Regions from separate parts of the Mus musculus genome. Here all the other regions are linked to region 3. A link is a contact called in public HiChIP or PLAC-seq data. All regions are on one chromosome and are shown on one strand. Each heading gives the region's core, a stretch centred on a gene start, on an enhancer-like site or on the middle of the called end of the contact. The rest is flanking DNA. Distances are from core to core; before and after follow the strand shown. Region 1 has its middle 18 kb from the start of Nlrp12. Region 2 has its middle 3.2 kb from the start of Gm35037. Region 3 overlaps Cacng7 (calcium channel, voltage-dependent, gamma subunit 7).

What was found. HiChIP or PLAC-seq counts read pairs in DNA pulled down with a chosen protein or histone mark.
Region 1: a contact with region 3 is called in an H3K27ac HiChIP or PLAC-seq map of embryonic stem cells, with 12 read pairs. The contact joins two enhancer-like sites. A contact is called at or near these places in 1 of 39 promoter capture datasets (embryonic stem cells) and 5 of 115 datasets of contacts at active chromatin or transcription factors (bone marrow-derived macrophages and embryonic stem cells).
Region 2: a contact with region 3 is called in an H3K27ac HiChIP or PLAC-seq map of embryonic stem cells, with 7 read pairs. The contact joins two enhancer-like sites. A contact is called at or near these places in 27 of 484 Hi-C or Micro-C datasets (the Ba/F3 cell line, the C2C12 cell line, the HL-1 cell line and 17 more) and 5 of 115 datasets of contacts at active chromatin or transcription factors (astrocytes, embryonic stem cells and trophoblast stem cells).

The regions. Positions count from the first base shown.
Region 1 is chr7:3,265,882-3,268,697 of GRCm38.p6, forward strand. No RefSeq gene overlaps it. Among named protein-coding and RNA genes, the nearest start is that of Nlrp12, 18 kb to the left of the region's middle. Within about 2 kb of position 1,565, at least 24 of the 459 cell types and tissues checked have an H3K27ac peak or open chromatin away from gene starts, as enhancers often do. A contact at or near this core is called in embryonic stem cells, where this site is marked.
Region 2 is chr7:3,447,589-3,450,550 of GRCm38.p6, forward strand. No RefSeq gene overlaps it. Among named protein-coding and RNA genes, the nearest start is that of Gm35037, 3.2 kb to the right of the region's middle. Within about 2 kb of position 1,348, at least 42 of the 459 cell types and tissues checked have an H3K27ac peak or open chromatin away from gene starts, as enhancers often do. A contact at or near this core is called in embryonic stem cells, where this site is marked.
Region 3 is chr7:3,358,763-3,361,978 of GRCm38.p6, forward strand. The region is part of intron 4 of Cacng7 (calcium channel, voltage-dependent, gamma subunit 7); the gene reads left to right. Among named protein-coding and RNA genes, the nearest start is that of Cacng7, 28 kb to the left of the region's middle. Within about 2 kb of position 1,764, at least 4 of the 459 cell types and tissues checked have an H3K27ac peak or open chromatin away from gene starts, as enhancers often do. A contact at or near this core is called in embryonic stem cells, where this site is marked.

The sequences.
Region 1 (2,816 bases), core at 315-2,814, 93 kb before region 3:
TAAATAAATAAATAAAATTTTCTCATAAAAATATTAATTAAATGATTTTTGCCTCTTGCCACACTCCAAGATGCTTATTAAGTACTGAAAGAAAAGTTTGCTAATCCAGCTTGATAGATATGATGAACCCATTGGAGGAGAGACCTAGTTCTTTGCAGAGGTTTTCCTTATATATGGACTGAGTCAATATAGTTTGAAATTGACCAGGTAATAGAATTTTTGTTTCATTTTCTACAACTGCCATGGTGAGTATAAGTTTCAATGGTAAAATATATATTTGCTACGTGCATAAGCCACTTTTGTGTCATTTACTTCCCTGTAGCCAGTACATGGATGAAGAGCCATGATGCCAGCCAGGGTTGGCTACACACACCCGCAGTCTCAGAACGGGGATGGTTTCCTGTTTCTCTGCAGCCCACTCCTACATAGCAAATGGATTGACTGGAGATCACAAAACTGGAGAGAGCTGGGTGCGGTGATGCACACCTGTAGTCACTTTCAATGCATAAGAGATTGAGGCAGCCACACCATGAGTCTGAGGCTTTGCCTGAGCTACACATTAAGACTCTGCTCTGAGAGTTTAAAAATATATATTACCTGGAATTTCTCAGTCCCCTTTGTAAAGAAGGGGCAGATTTTCCACATAAGCATATGATAGGAAATGGGCTACAGTGAGAAGGTTATGAATCAAACCAGCCCAAGTGACAGAAATGAGGAGTCTTAAGAATGGAATAGAAACACACACTCATACACACACACACACACACACACACACACACACACACACGTCAGACCCCTGTAAGGTTCAACCCCTTTGGTGGTCCAAAGGACTCTTTCACAGGGGTCCCATAGCAGAGATATCTTGCATATCAGGTATTTATGTTACGATCCATAGCAGTAGCAAAATTAAAGTTATGAAGTAGCAATGAAAATAAATTTATGGTTGGGGGTCTCCACAACATGAGGAGCTGTATTAAAGGGTCTCAGCATTGAGAAGGTTGAGACAAGAGCAGGGAGGGAGGGTCCACAGAGATAGACATGGGGACAAGAGGCAACTAGGGGAAAACACACAGCAAGGAGTGGTCAGAGAGCCAGTAGCAAAGGGAAGACACAGACTGGAGGAAGACAGAAGACAAGAAAAATAAAGAACAGCGGCTGGAGAAGGGAAGGGATCAAAAGCCCACAGGAAGGCAAAGAGAGAGACAAAGAAAGCCTTTCAGGTCTTTGGGAGACACTGAGCTAGCCTGGGCTCCTGAGACACAGTTATTACAGGAACCAGTATAAACTTGCCCTCAGCTTCCCCAAAGCCTCAGGCCTTAGGGACCCAGAGAACATCTAAATTTGTTTCACTCTTTTCCCGTGAATAACAAAAGTTTGAGTGATTAACTTGACTTCTTTCAGATGTTGCCCATGGGGACTTTTATTTGTTTGTTTGTTTGTTTGTTTGTTTATAGTATATCTTCTGTTGGGTGCTAGAAAGTTGGCTCATTGGTTAAGCCAGTGGTCCGTCCCTCCTCCCTGTGGTCTGAGGAATGTAATTAGCCCCTCCCTTCCGGAGCGAGGGGTGCCTATTATCTTATGACATTTCTCTTCCAGAAGGGGAGGGGTCCTGTGGAATTTTCTAAAGTTCCTGAACTGACCTCTGCAATTTGACCACCCACTACTTCTTCAATAACCCTATTCTAGCCTCATTAAAAAGTCTATGGTAGCCCATAAAAAGTCTATGGTGGCACATGCTCTCCCAACACTCAGGAGGCAGAGGCAGGTGGATTTCTGAGTTTGAGGCCAGCCTGGTCTATAAAGTGAGTTCCAGGACAGCCAGGGTATACAGAGAAACCCTGTCTCGAAAAACAAAAAACAAAACAAAACAAAAAAAGTTTATGGTGAGTCCTGCACAAGGCTCTCCTCCTCTACATCTTTAGTTATTTTCTTCTGCTCTGTGGCCCCCAGCTTTCTAGAAATGGGTTGAATAGAGACCACAAAGCAGGAGAGGGCTGGCACCATGGTGCAAGCCTTTAATCTACGCTCACGGGCAATTGAGGCAGGATTATTATGAGTTGGAGGCTAGCCTGCGCTACACAGTGAGACTCCCCTCCGAAGTAACGATTTTTTCCTGGAATTTATTAGTCCCCTTTATCATGAAGTGTCAAAGTTCTCTTTCTGGAGGTTTTCTACAGAGGCACGTGACAGGAAATGGGCCCAAGGGAGAGTCTCCAAAGGGAAACAGGCGCAGACACCCAAAGACAGTCAGACTCTGTAAAGTAAGACCGGGGCAGGACTAGAGATGGTGAAGAGAGGCAGCTGGGGAGAAACAAGTGGTCAGAGGGCTAGAGGGAGGGAAAGATACAGATCTGAGATAGAATGTAACAAAAATAAAAAACAGAGACAGAGAGGAGATTGGAAGGGATCGGAAAGGCAACAGGCAAACAGAAAGAAAGAAAGAAAGAAAGAAAGAAAGAAAGAAAGAAAGAAAGAAAGAAAGAAAGAAAGAAAGAAAGAAAGAAAGAAAGAAGGAAGGAAGGGAAAGCAAGCCTTTGAGGCCCTTGAGAGATCACACCCCAGTGTGAAAGGAGGGACTTTTTTTTTCTCTGTTCCCTAATTCCTCTTTGTCCCTGGGGACAAAGAACAGTTGTAAAACCCGCAGTCATCCCTAAGGGACTGACTAACTCAACCTCCTTCAAGCGTTTCTCTGTGGGAACTTGTTTGGATTTTTGTGTTTTGGAGAGAGTTGAGGGTTTTGTTTTGTTTTCTCCAACTGTTTGGTTTCTCCAAGAACTGTGTAACCGCTGGTTCCATTCAGAAGAGAGACAGAGCAA
Region 2 (2,962 bases), core at 98-2,597, 88 kb after region 3:
CATAGTGAGTTCTGGGCCAGAGCTACATAGCCCACTGTCTCAAAATAGATAGATTGATAGATGGGAATAGATAGATAATAGAATGATAGATGATAGAGATATGATAGAAGATAGATGATAAATATAGGACAGGTACAGATGGATAGGAATAGGGATAGATTAGATAGAAAAATAGATGATAGATATATAGATAAATGGTAGATATATATAGATGATAGATGATTGATATAGATGATAGAAAGATAGATGGATAGATTAGATAAATAGATAATAGATAGATGGATAGAAAGATGAATAGATTAGATAGATAGAAGATAGATAAATAGATGATAGATGGATAATAGTTGTTAGATGATAGATGATAGCTAGATAGATGATAGACAGATGATAGATAGATGGATGGATGACAGTTAAATAATCATTTCTATATTGTATATATCTATAATCACAGCCCTTGGAAGGTAGAGGTAGAAGACCTGAACTTCAAGGTTGGGCAAGCAAGGTGGCTCAGCCAGTTAGCTCTCCATGACCCACATGGCAGGAGAAAACCAACCCCTGCAAGTTATCCTCTGACTTCCACACGTGTACACGGTAGATGCCTTCAGCCCCCATTAAATAAAATTTAATAAAAATTCAAAATAAAAGAAGTTCAAGGTCTTGGCTACATGATTAGTTCAAGGCTAGCCTGGGCTACAAAAAAATTCTGCCAAAGAAAGAAAGGAAAAGGAAAGGAAGAAATAAGAAAAGAAAGATGAATATTGCAAAATCAGTAATGCTTTAAAAAAATCAATTTAATATTGTTGTCCCAAAACAAAGACAGGATGGTAGCAGGTGCCTTTGCCAGCTGAGCCACCTTGCCGGCCTGATCTTGACTTCCTGAGCCTTCTGCCTCTACCTCCCATGTGCAGGAATTACAGGTATACATTATTACACACAATTTTTAATTTAAAATTTGTTAACTTTTTTTTTTAACCACAATGAGTTTGGGGTCTCCCTTTGTAGCTACACCTCATTTCCCAAAAGATAAGACAAGACTATCTTGTCTTATCACAGAACACAAGAGTGGCGCGGAGCAAGAACCTCACAATATCCCTTTCCAGTGAGGCTAAAGGACTCCATGTTTCCTGATCTTTCTTGGCTTGGGGACAAGGCTTGGCGGGAAGGAGTGCCGGGGGTGGGGGTGGGGGGAGAGAATGAATTGGTGTGGAGAGATGCAAAGCCGAGCTGCATTTCCCAAGGAAAGATTATGTGTTTTTAATACTATCTTTAAGGCCCCTTGTAGCTAGGTTGTCTGAAAAGACAACTACTGACTCTGGGACCCCTCTTTTGCTGGAAACGATCGTTGGCGCCACCTAGTGGCAGGATAGGCGGCGACCCAGACATTCAGCAGGCGCTCCGGAGTGGAATAATGGCTATCACCACTTCCAGCCCTTCTAATTGAGCCTGCTGTTTCTTTTTGATGCAGAGTCTTTCTTCTGGTTATTTATGGACATATGCACAATCACCTCTCCCCAACAACTATCCTGTATATCAATACAGATTCCATGAGTCAGCGATTTGGACAGACGTCACGGTGGATGGCATCTGTTTCAAAGTGTTCAGAGCCTCAGAAGCTGGAGTTATTTATCGGAGAATCATCTGGCCTTCACTCATTGGTGCTGGGCTGGGCTGGGCTGATTCCCAGGCTGAGCACACTCGTGCTAAACAGGTACTCTACCACATTGGCCTACATTACTAGTCTTAACACACACACACACACACACACACACACACACAGAATAACACTTGCTGTTCTTACAAAGGACCCAGGTACAGTTTCCAGCACACACATGACAGTTCATAACCACCTGTTACTCCAGTTCCAAGGGAACTGACATCTGCTTTTGGCTTCTGCGAGTACCACACTCACTGTTGCACTTACATGCACTCAGACTACATGCTCTCCATAAAATAAAAATAAACGTCCTCTTAAAAACTGTATTTTAATGCCAGGCAGTCGTGACACACAGCTTTGATCCCAGCACTTCGGAGGCAGAGGCAAGCAGATCGTTGTGAGTTCAAAGCCACCCTGGTCTAAAAAGCTAGTTTCAGCACAGCCAAGGCTACAAGAAGAAACCCTGTCTGGAGAGAGAGGGGGTGGGTATAAGAAACTGGGCTCACCCTAGCCTGTTCTAACACAGCCCTCCCTCTTCTCTCTGTCTGTGTGTGTGATAGTGGAATATATATACACATATATATTCCACTAAGTTTGAGGGATACCCCACCCCCGCACAGTGGGGTTCTATTTCTGACCTCAGGGCAGGCATAAACCACACCCAAACCCCTGTTTTCAGAGAGGTTCTTTATTAAGCAGGGAAGAAAAGCTAAAGGGGCTGCTTCCTGACTCAGAAAAACAGCACCAAATGACCTTGCAGGTGTGTGTGTGTGAGTGTGTGTGAGTGTGTGTGTGTGAGTGTGTGTGCTGTGTGTGTGTGTTAGTGTGTGTGAGTGAGTGTGTGTGTGTGTGATGTGTGTGTGTGAGAGTGTGTGTGTGTGAGTGTGTGTGTGTGTGTGTGTGTGTGTGTGTGTGTGTGCTGTGTTGCAACAGGCTAGGTTGAGGTGGTGTATTTTGACCAAAGGGGGCTTGTGATTGCTTGGACTTCAATACTTTGATAGCTAGACCTTGGTAGTCAGCCTCAGGAGGAGGAAGTAGCCAAAAAAGGGAATAGACTTTTGGGGGCTAGCTTTAAGAATACCATCCAATGGTTTCTAACAAGGCAGAGGGAATGGGCAGAGAGAAGAGCAAAGCCTGTCAGAGCCATGCTCACCACACTTGAGCTAGCCAGAGTCCCTTCAAAGTCCTGGGTGTTTTTAAAAAATTGTGTGTGCATGTGTGTCTGTTAAAGTTTGAGCATTTGAGTGCAGGCAGCATCCTCAGATGGTGGGAGCTCTCAGGTGGGATCTCCTAGTGAACTCCCTCATA
Region 3 (3,216 bases), core at 514-3,013:
AAGTCAGAAGTGTTAGATCCCTTTAGACCTGTAGTTACAGATGTTGAAGGCCGCCATGTGGTGTTGGGAATCAAACAAGAGTCTTTTGAAAGAGCAGCCAGTGCTCTTGCTCCAATCTTCGGAACAATCTCTGCAGCCCATTGGTGATACTTACTTACACCTGGCATTGTCGAATGTGTATCTTGTATCTACCTTTCCATATACATGTGTAGATGGATATGTTACTGAAACCAACTTTTCCTCCTATTCCTTTAATTTTCTTTATTCATTGTCTAGTATTATTATTATTATATATGTGTTTGTATGAATGCAAGCTTGCTTTTGTCACTGAGTTTGGAGGTCAGACAACACCTTTGAGAAGTCGTGTCTCTCTGCATCATGGGTCTGAGGATTGGACTTAAGCCATCAGGCTTGTGTGGCACTTTGACTCAATGAGACATTTTATTTACCCAATTAAAAATGTACAGATCTGTTGCTGCAATGTGGCTCAGTTTGTAGAGTGCTTGTCTGGCATTGAAGAGCATGGTTTCCTTCCCCAGAAATGCATAAGACAGGCATGGCAGTGCACGCTTGTCACCCCAGGAAGTGGAGGCAGGAGAATTAGTGAAGGTAAGGTCATATTTAGCTACATAGCAAGTTCTACCCAGTCTGGGCTAGGTGCAGACCATATTTCTTTTTTTTTTTTAAATATTTATTCATTATATGTAAGTACATTGTAGCTGTTTTCAGACACACCAGGAGAGGGTGTCAGATCTCATTATGGATGGTTGTGAGCCACCATGTGGTTGCTGGGAATTGAACTCAGGACCTCTGGAAGAGCAGTCAGTGCTCTTAACCGCTGAGCCATCTCTCCAGCCCGCAGACCATATTTCAAATAACAAAATAATCTGTACAGAATTTGGGTTATGGGCTGGTGAGATGGCTCAGTGGGTAAGAGCACCCGACTGCTCTTCCGAAGGTCCAAAGTTCAAATCCCAGCAACCACATGGTGGCTCACAACCACCCGTAATGAGATCTGATGCCCTCTTCTGGAGTGTCTGAAGACAGCTACAGTGTACTTACATATAATAAATAAATAAATCTTTAAAAAAAAAAAAAAAAAAAAGAAAAATCAAAAAAAAAAAATTTAAAAAAAAAAAAAAAAAAAAAAGAATTTGGGTTATAAGCCAGGCGTGGTGGCACATGCCTTTAATCCCAGCACTCTGGAGGCAGAGGCAGGCAAATTTCTGAGTTCGAGGCCAGCCTGGTCTACAGAGTGACTTCCAGGACAGCCAGGGGTACACAGAGAACTGGAGCTAGCTCTGTAGACCAGGCTGGCCTCAAACTCAGAGATATGCCTGCCTCTGACTCCCAATTTCTGGGATTAAAGGAGTACACCACTACCTCCTGGGTGTAATTTCTTATTTTTGGACAAAAGGACACTTTACTGTCCTTGGCTTGTGCCCTTGGCTCTGGAGAGAGTCGCTTCCCTTGGGGAACGAGTTCAGAAAGAAGTTGAAGCAGGTGTGGTGGCACGCTTATGGGATCTGCACTCTGGAGTTGGAGGCAGGGGATCAACAGCTTGAAGTCAGGCTGTGGGGCATAGCAAGGGAGAGCCAGCCTATCCTACAACAACAACAACAACAACAACAACAACAACAACAAAAGAGGGAAAGAAGGAGGGAGGGACGAGAATGAAAGTTACCGGGATTGTTCACCACTCTTGTTCTTATTTATTTATTGTTGCTATGTGTTTGCTTGCTTTGGCTTGCTTTGCTGTTGAGACAGAGTTTGCTGTGTGGCTTTGACTGCTCTCCACCCCCTCCCCCTATTCAGCAAGCTTTCCGCCATCACACCTGGCTTTGGGTTTATTCCTTGAATGTATAAAATACTAACATAATTCCAGGGATGAAAATCCTGCAAATGTGTGTACTTCTCCTCAGCTCCTTGTTCTCCCTCCGCCCTGGTGCAATCAGCCTCTCTTGTTTGTCAGCTTCCCTCCTCAGGCTTAGTTTTGCAAAAACAAGCAGATGCACATGGGCTGGGTTGGTTCTTTCCCCCCATTCAACACTGAGGATTGAATTTAGGGCCTCACACAAGCTAGGCAAGTCTCCTCCACTTCCACATTCCCTGCCCCTTACTGGGGGATTCTAGGAAGCATCCTACCACTAAGCCACACCCTTAGCCCTCTTGTTTTGTTTTGTTTTGTTTTGTTTTGTTTTGTTTTCCCCTTTGTTATTTTGACAACAGTTTTACTAGGTTGCTCAAGTTGGCTTTGAACTCACAATGGATCAGGCTAGCCATGAACTTTTTTAAAAAAGATTTATTTCTTTTCTTTATATACTGTTGCTGTCTTCAGACACTCCTGAAGAGGGGATCCCAGAAGAGGGGATAGGATCCCATTACCGATGGTTATAAGCCACCATGTGGTTGCTGGGAATTGAATTCAGGACTTCTGGAAGTGTAGTTCGTGCTCTTAGCCATCTCTCCAGCCCCTAGCCATGAACTTTTATATGTGGGTCCTGTGTAAGAGCAGTAAGTGCTACTGAACACTGAGCCATCTCTTCAGCCTTTTTACTGTATTCTTTGTTTGTTTGTTTTTGTTTTTGTTTTTTTGTTTTTTTGTTTTTTTTTTGAGACAGGGTTTTTCTGTATAGCCCTGGGTGTCCTGGAACTCACTCTGTAGACCAGGCTGGCTTCGAACTCAGAAATCCACCTGCCTCTGCCTCCTGAGTGCTGGGATTAAAGGCGTATTCCCATGTCCGGCTGTATTCTTTTTTTAAAAAAAATTTTTTTAAATTTATTAATCATTCCATTCCTTTGTATCAAATAATATCCCACTTCCTGGTTACCTCTCCAGCAACCGTTCCCCCATCCCACGTATTCCCCCCTCCCCTTTGCCTGTATGAGGGTGCTTCCTCACCCACCCATCCTCTCCCTCCCCCTCCTGTATTCTTTTATTTTGGGTTTTTTTCCAAGGCAGGGTTTCTCTGTGTAGAGCTGGCTGTTCTGGAACTTTATATACCAGGCTGACCTCAAACTCACAGAGAGCTACCTCTACCTTCCGAGTGCTGGGATAACTGCCTACCTCAACTGTATTCTTTTTGGGAGAAAAAAAAAAAAAGGACGTTTTGACCACATGTCTGTCTGTGCATCATACGTGTGCTTGGTGTTCACAGAAATCAGAAGAGGGCATCATATCCCTAGGACTTGAGTTATAGATAGTTGTAAGCTGCC